Regions from separate parts of the Rattus norvegicus genome. Here region 2 is linked to region 1. A link is a contact called in public Hi-C data. All regions are on one chromosome and are shown on one strand. Each heading gives the region's core, a stretch centred on a gene start, on an enhancer-like site or on the middle of the called end of the contact. The rest is flanking DNA. Distances are from core to core; before and after follow the strand shown.

Evidence for each region. Hi-C and Micro-C count contacts between places; a contact is called where the count stands out from the background.
Region 2: a contact with region 1 is called in a Hi-C map of liver, with 2.2 times the contacts expected there. The contact joins the promoter of Rassf8 here to the enhancer-like site in region 1. A contact is called at or near these places in 2 of 12 Hi-C or Micro-C datasets (the A7r5 cell line and liver).

The regions. Positions count from the first base shown.
Region 1 is chr4:180,043,128-180,047,329 of GRCr8, reverse strand. No RefSeq gene overlaps it. Among named protein-coding and RNA genes, the nearest start is that of Lmntd1, 82 kb to the left of the region's middle. Within about 2 kb of position 2,434, at least 2 of the 93 cell types and tissues checked have an H3K27ac peak or open chromatin away from gene starts, as enhancers often do. A contact at or near this core is called in liver, where this site is marked.
Region 2 is chr4:180,448,649-180,453,280 of GRCr8, reverse strand. Rassf8 (Ras association domain family member 8) reads right to left here and starts at 2,534. Exons shown (of 5, transcript NM_001191753.1): 1 at 2,453-2,534.

The sequences.
Region 1 (4,202 bases), core at 1,185-3,684:
TACAATCACAACAATTTGGACCGCGGCTGTAACAAAGCCCCAGATTAGGAGGCCTAGAACCCAGAAGGGCCTGGGGATCATGGGTGTGCGCCCTCTCCAGGAAATACAAACATTTACAAAATTGAAGAGCTTTAAGAAACAAAAATATGTTTAATTTTTAAAAAAATCCCAGCATATACAAATACAAAAAAAATCACTAAATCTTTTTTTATAGTTAATTTTTGACTAAGGGAGGGTTGTAGGTCAGAGGACAGTTTTCAGGAGTCCTTCCCTCCAAGGGTCGAGCTCAGGTCATCAGCCTTGCGAGCATAAATTACTTTGCCTTTACCTGTCTTCCTTCTTTTTTAGTTTTTAGTTTTAATTGTCGCTTTTTTGTGAGCTCACCATTATTTTCTGGTAACAGCATAGCTCGGTGGGTGAAGAGGCCACCCAAGTGGGAGTTTGGTCCCTGGAGCCCATGTGGTGGGAGGAGAAGACTTTCCTCGGACCTCACATGCACGCGCAGTGCTCTGTGTCCACAAACAATTAAATACATATTAAAAAATGGTTTCCCATAAAACACTCACAAGGACTTGTATAAAAAAAAAAGTCGTTAACTTTCTGATGAAAACAAAAAAAAAAAATGAAATCCTGATCGCATGGGTGATGCATGCACGCTGATAGGATCACACGGGTGATCGGGTGGTCCCGGTTCTCTGATAGGATCGCACGGGTGATCCCCGTACTCTGATAGGATCGCACGGGTGATCCCGGTACTCTGATAGGATCGCACGGGAGACCCATATGTGTACACTCTGATAGGCCGACACATGCTGATGCGTACACTCTGATAGGCCGACACATGCTGGTGTGTACACTCTGATAGGATCACATGGCTGTTGCGTATATTCTGATAGGCTGACACATGCTGATGCGTATACTCTGATAGGCCGACACATGCTGATCTGTACACTCTGATAGGCCGACACATGCTGATGCGTATATTCTGATAGGCCGACACATGCTGATGCAGTATACCCAGGTACCTTTCACCACCATTCGCATTTAAAATAACTTCCATGCTATCTCCGTTGTTTCCCAAGGTGTCCCCCACATTTAGACATTACCTTGATCTTCCTGATAAGTAAGGAGACTTATTTGGCTCTAAATTCCCACTTTTATTCCTGGTCTGTATAGGTAGTAGGCTGTCGTTCTCAGCGGCCCCCATGCTCTGAGCTCCCTGCTCTGTGCCTTAGGACTGCAGCGCCTACGCAAGCCCTTGCCCTCTGCTTCCCGGCTTCAGTGGGTGTTGATTTTGCACATCAAGCTTTGGCGTATCAGCCTGCCGTGACTGTTGCTAGGTCCACCATTGACCAGAGCTGTTGTTGGAAGACCCCACCTCCCCCTCCCCCATAATGTGGTCTCTTCCACCCTCAGATCTAGGGAGCAATGGATCCCCACCGCTCATTATCCCCGATGTCTCAACCTTTCTTGTAAGGTCCCTATGATCCTGGAAAAAAATCTTTTTGATTAACATATCATCTTAAAATTGTTAAGAACAATCCCAACAGGGGCAATGGGCAAAGGCCACACCTACTCCAGCAAGGCCACACCTACTCCAACAAGACCATGCCTACTCCAACAAGGTCACGCCTACTTCAACAAGGCCACGCCCACTCCAATGAGGCCACACCTACTCCAACCAGGCCATGTCCACAGTGACACACACCCATTCCAACAAGACTTTGTTGGTGGTATTGGTCCTATATCAGTCAGGGGCAGAACAAATAACAATCTTTTGTTCACGCTAGCTGGATGCCTGACTTTATGGCCAAAGCTATCTCAAACCTAGGACTCCTAAAAATAAAATCTAATCTAATCCAGGCAGCACAGCAAGAAGGAGGAGTTTCATGCCACCCACAGACCCAGTGGAGGAGTTAGGGGAAGGACTGAAGGAGCTGAAGGGGTTTACAACCCCATAGGAAGACCAACAATGTCAACCAACCAGACCCCACCAGAGCTCCCAGGGACTAAGCCACCAACCAATGAGTACACATGGAGGGACCCATGACGCCAACGACACATGTAGCAGAGGATGGCATTGTCCAGCATCAATATGAGGAGAAGCCCTTGGTCCTGTGAAGGCTCATTTCCCCAATGTAGGGTAATGCCAGGGCGGTGAGGTGGGAGTGGGTGGGTAGGAAAGGGAACATCCTTATAGAAGCAGGGGGAAGGTGAGGGAGTATGGGACGGGGGAAGAGGATAACATTTGAAATGTAAATACCTAAAATATCCAAGACAAATAAAATTATTTTTGAAAAAAGAAAAGAAAAAGGAAAAAGAAACGACAGGCTTTGGAGTTCTTGGCAGCAGCCACAAGGAAGAAGATTGAAGGCAGCAAGTGTCGGTGGAAAGTGGACCTTGGATGTTGACCCAGGAAGTAGAGAAAGAGTAAATGCAGCCCTGGACTTCGTTCCGTGGAGTTTTTATTGAAGGGACAGAATGCTACCTGGTAACATGGGCCTGTGGAAGCTGCACTCCGCCCTTGGGCCAACCAAAGAGAAAATATTTAACCTTGGTGTTGTAGACTTCGAGGTGTTGCTCTGGGTGGTCTAGAACTCAGAATGAGCCAGGAATGGGGGCACCAGGCTGCACTGGCTTCTGCCAGGGTGACTTTGGGTTTTATTAGCTTGTACCACTAGCTCAAAGCTCCTTGGGTATCGTGGAGCACACCCAAGTCCTCACACCGTATTTGGAAAATCTCTTAACAAGAAAACCTTTTATCTTTCCAGATGTATCTTTTAGATGTATAAACAATAACCAAAGGCATTAGAAGCTCCTAAAACTAATTAGCTACTTTGACAGGTAAGCAACAGTTCTTAAAAATGCCAGAAAGTGGCGGTGGCAATACCTAGCATAGAACAATGTCCCAGGGTGTCAAGAGCCTCTTTCCGCACCTCCCTGAGCCCAAGGATAGCCCAGATAGGGCCCCCACGCTAAACAGAAAATGTCCCTATTTGTTCATTTGGCTCTTTATTGAAAGCTGTCATGAGGACGTGATTCATAATGACTACGGAGGTGAATGGCTCCCTCTAAGGCTGCAGACTCCTTCAGTTACACAAACAACTCTACTTGAGCCACCATCTCCAGAATGGGCTTGGTTACAGGTCCTTTCTTATTTACTTTACCTTACATGTATCATGTGAAATTGATATTTTCTGAATATAATTTCCAAAGTATTGCCCTGTATACAATATAAAAGCAGTTAGTATTCAGCCTACAGCCACCATTTCTGATTTTATAATGGTAATATTCTCTACTGTCTGAGGAGTTAACTCGGGAGTCAGATGGTGTGATGGCTAATATTATGTGGACTTGACACCGCACAAGCTAGAGTCATTTGAAAGGCCACCACATCTTGAGAAGCCACTATTTAACATTAGCATACAAACACCACCAGACCAACCCACTACCGAATTTGAAACAGTTCTGACTATAACTTTGACCAAGTCACACCATTTTTACGTCTATGGGACTCAAGAGGCAGCCCTGTGGCTTCCCGAGGGACCCTCTTTGTAAACCGCAAGCCCCACGATGCTTCTATAATATGGCAGTAAGAGTCGGTTTGGTCCTGATGCCATAATGTCTCACTCCACGGTAATTCTAACTAAGCATGTCCTTTGGGCTATTGGTCTATAGAACAAAATTACCTAAAGGAAATAGTGTGTGAAAGAAGGCATAACTTTGAAGGAATAATTGGGTTTTCTTTTTAAGACAACTGGAATTTTTTGTAAATTTGTTTTTTTGTAAAACCTAAAATAGTTTAATATTGTAACCCAGAGTTAGGAGCACACCTCACTTGGCAACACACAAAACTCAAGTCATGCATCAACACAGAAAGAGCTCTGGGATTTAGCATGTATGGATGACAGGGAGAGGCCATTTTTACGTCTATGGGACTCAAGAGGCAGCCCTGTGGTTGATTACAAGTTAGCAGACCAGAGATGTGGGTCATTTGGTAGAGTACTTGTGGCGCACGCCCTGAACTGGGAGTGTTGGCACACAGCTCAGGAGACAGAGGCAGGACGGTCAGAGTTCAGGGTCACCCTTTGCCACTTAAACAGTTGCATTCATGGCTAACCTAACCATTAGTTCACTAGTCACTCCAGGACCCTGCTAGCACAAGTGTAACGGCAGTGTAGCTGGCTCAATAGCAAAGCCTT
Region 2 (4,632 bases), core at 1,285-3,784, 410 kb before region 1:
GGATCCAATACCTTCCTCTGACCTCAGAGGACACACGAGCCAGCAAAATGCCCACACACATAAAATAAAATAAAAGTGGACTTAGAGACGCTCAACATCAATCATTAGACAAGGCCAATGAAACGCACCAGTGGACACACCTGAACACTTAACAAAAAGAAACTGATTATACCAAGTGCAGCAAGCAAGACATGAGTGTGTTCACACACGGAGAAGGTGCAGTTGTGGTGCACACTTGCTTATAAATACCCTCCCCGACCCCCTCTCCCAGCTCTAGAGGTCAGTTCAAGGCCAGCCAAACACTGCAAAGCAGAAACAAAACAAATGTAAAATGGTAGAGTATACTTAGAAAACATTCTGGCATTTTCTTTAAAAGCTAAGCTCACAACCAAAGGCAATGGCTCAGAAGTCTAACCACAGGCAAGCGAGTGGAGATACAGTGGGACAGCAGGCCTGCATCTGAACTCACAAGCAATGGAGGGTGATCTTGAATTTCTAATCATCCTGCCTATACAGTGCTGGAGACTGAGCCAGGGTTTTGTTCATGAGGGCAAGAAGCAGTCCACCAACTGAGCTACCCCCCAGCCCCACTGCTACAAATACCAACAGAGTCAGACATTACATTAATGACTCCACTCAGCTCAAACTCTAGAAGAGGCAGGCAGCTACAGGGACAGAGGGCAGAGTGGAGTTTTTGAAGGAGGGGAAGCTGGGACATCGTCACTGTCAGAGAGAGACACTGGGGAGGAGGACAGATAGGCCTGTTGTGCTGGCGGTGGCAAGGGCTTCACAGACCTACACCAAAGCTTGTAAAACTGCAGTCAGGCACGCGCAGCCTAGCGCATGACAATTTTCATCTGAGCAAGCTGGCAAAACAGCTCAGCGAGCCCAGCTCACTACCAAGTCTGAGGACCTACTCAGGAGGGGAACAGGGGCTCCTACAAACTGTCCTCAGACTCAGACATTTACACAAAGCAAATAAACAAATAATACAGCGACATATTTAAAATGAGCAAATAAGTTAAGAAAAGTTATTGTACACATAAAAATAAGGAAGCTAAGATACAATAAGCTATTTTGTATTTGACAGATTCTAATACATCCAGTAATACAATCTCTTGCCTAAATGGCTAAGCTTTAACTAAGAGTCCGACACCACTATGCCTAACCTATTCGCCAATGGCATTTCCATAGCAGAGCTGCATATGTTAAAAATCCATTCAACTCTATTAAAGAAAAATAACAAGAAATTCTTACTCTACTTTTCTGACTATCTACCCAATAAAGGAAGTCTAATTTTTTACAATATATACTTATATTTGAAAGGATCATTTTATTTTGACTAGTTTTCCAATAATAAAACTACTATACTTAATGATAAATTTGATTTAGCACTCAGAAGCCAATGATAATCAAGCAGAAAGACAATGTAAACATCTATTTGAATAAAATATGGAAGAGAGTGGCTACAACTTCCCTCTTGTTATAACCTGTATCTACATCTACATCTACATTTTTCCCCTAAAACAGAGTAAAATCTGAGTGCTTAGTGAAGTGAACTACAATGCATAAACCTGGACAGCTCTAAAATTAATTATTTTGAGCATGATGATAAAACCTGAATGTATAAAACATACAAACAACTAAAACCAACCTCCATCTGACATTAGGACCGGGAAATGAATGGTATTGGTGCCGAGACACTCCAGGCAACTGTCCAAGTCTAGGTAGCCAGTAGGCACATAAACCCAAGACACCAAAACATCACAAGGGTGCCCAACCACAATAATGTCTACAGCGGTGACACAAATGTCCTGGGGCACAGAGGTCCTGCACAAAGCAGGTCACATGCCAGACCCCCTCCAAAACCACTCCCATTCTCTCACACAGATGAATCTGAGTCTCCACGTAAAACACGAGGTCCTCCAGAAGGCACAGCTCCGTCTTCAGTGGGATGAAGCGAAAGGAAGGGGACTAGTTTCTCTGACTAAAACGAAGGCATGAAGACCTATCGCCTTCTCCTCACTATGTCTAGCATGGGATCGGGCATGCTGTGGGAGCTCAAAGGTGTCTGTAATCATTCTTGTTCACCATCCAGCACAGAGGGGACCGAGAGGCTGTGTGCAGAGGACTCCCTTCTGAGGACAGCAATAGATCCAAAGTCCTTGGTGCATTCCCTGACCAACAAGAAAGAAGCTGGGTCACGTGTGCTCTAAGGGTGAGTAGTAACTGAAGGAAACACAGTCAGGAGACAGCAGAAGTATTGTAAGACAGGCACCTGCAGCATGAGCAGCAGAGGCATCGCTGAGCTGCAGGCCACTGAGTCAGGATTTTATGCGGGGCAACCACAGGACAGAAAACCAACAGCGCTTTAAGCTTCCTTGGCTATGGACGGTCATGCCTACTTTAACTTAAAAACGGTTTTAGTGAGAAAGGAAAAGAACTTCCCCACCTCTAGGTGGCTCCTGTTGCTCCTCTCCACTGGGCTCAGATGGCATCTGGTGATGAATATCACACTCTGCCAGGACACGTGGGCATCCTTAGACCTTGCCCTCCTCTGCCTGCGGCAGTTTCCCCAACCTCCGTGGACATCTGGCACTGGGCAGTCACATCATCTGTCTGGCCCACAACTGTGTCACACTGTAAAACATCAGGCACAGCAGAATTCACATTTCCATTCTGTAACCCTGCGCTAATAAAACAGTTGTTTCAATGCTGAAGCTAGAAAAGTGGAATGTGCAACACTAATTAAAAGGTGTCTAATTAGCATGCATTTTCTACAAACCACAGACGGATTGTTTTTACCTGATGCTAAAAGTTTGTTCCAGATCACTCACAAAACTGGAACACAGAAAGGCTAGTTTGGCTTTTCTGACACAAGTATCACAGAGATGAGGACTATTAAGAAAGACGTAAATGCCTTGTGGGTGTGCTGGTGCCCGAGTGCTTCAATCCCAGCATCCAGTAGATCTCTGAGAGTTTGAGGACAGCCTGGTCTATACGGTGAGACCGTTTCAAACAAAGGCATACATGAGAAATGGACACTGTACCACTTTATCCCCTGAGCACCGCTGTGCATACCAGGGACTGGAGAGTAAAGCAGGCACTATCTATTGCTCATGGGGGGGTGAACAATAAAATATAGTACAATTATAAATTGTGGCAAATTAAGGATGATTGTCCTTATGGAAGAAATAAGTTGGGTCTAACAGACGTGAAAACGGTGACCTTCTCAGAGAAGACTTCCATGAGAAAGAATTCTGCAGCTAGTACTCACAGATGAGAGGTTACTCAGCAGCTGGGATAAGGGCCCTGGGGCCAGTCTGCTGGAGAACTGGTCTATATGCTGGGGGATGTGGGTGAGGGGCTGGGGCCTTAAGGAACAGGACAGGAAGGCCTGCTGGAGATTCTGTACCTTACTCCAAGGATTCTTGGGAATCTAGAAGGCCCGTAGAAAAATTGACTTTCTTTTTCGGGCTATCAGCAAGAAAACAAACAGGAAGGGGCAAAGGAGACCAGGGGACTTAAGAGAGGTCAGAGTAGCTTGAACTAACCAACACGACGGCAGAGACTGAAAATCAGACAAGTTTCTGAGATATTTTGTGGTCAACTGTTTTGGAGGGCTGATGGACAGAATGCAATGAGCAAGACACCTTGCTGGGATAGAGGAGTTCAGAACAGGAAAGGGAGAGTTTGCCAGTCTGGACAGCACAGACTAAGTGTGGAGAAGAAATGGGAGCTGCTGCCATTGTAGACAAAGAGGGGCCAGGCACATCTTAGGTGCCTGTCCGTCATGGCTTTCCAGCTAACAGTAGTATCCCCATTTTAAAGGCAGTGAATTTAGATCAGAGCTAGAGAAACAGGGGACCATTCTTAGCTCCCTGGATGCTGACAAGCCTGGCTAGCTGCTACAAGCCCTCCCTCCCAAGTCTGTAGAACACCAGGAACTATGTCTACACTAGAACATTTAGGACTGGAACAAAGTAACATTCAAGAAGAGCGAGTAGTTGATACATGACTTAACTTGAATCCTGTATTTACGATTTCTAATGTTTCCTATCCACATCTCAACCCCATTCTACCTCCAACTAGAATAAACTTTGCCAAGTTTTGAACATTTGAAATTTTTCTGGGGCCTCAACATTTTATAAATGGACAAAGCCACTCTGCTAAAATTAACCTCAACAGAAAGAGCAATGATACCGTGTGGTGAACAATAGTTTTACTCCCAAATTATATGAGACAACAGAAGGACCAATAAGAAATAGGAAACCTTTTCTTAAGAAATTAACTATTTCTCAGAATGCAAGGCACTCAGGTCACTCACTAACACATGCCACTGAATACAAAGGCTACAGAAGTGAACACTGAGGAGTACAATTTTAAAAGTCATAAGCTTAATAACTGTAAAGACAAAAATGGGGGGGGGGGGAATGACACAACAACCCTGTAGGATGCTAAATCTTCGATTTCCAAACAGCTCTAAAAAAAAAAAAAAATACCGAATTCAGGAAGTGTGACCCCAGGAATGGCATGGGAACCTTTGGAACTGTGTTTCTCTACAGGACACTGATACTAACCTAAAACCCTTACTATCTGCACAGTCAGTCCCGTGACTCCCTCTAGGGGCTC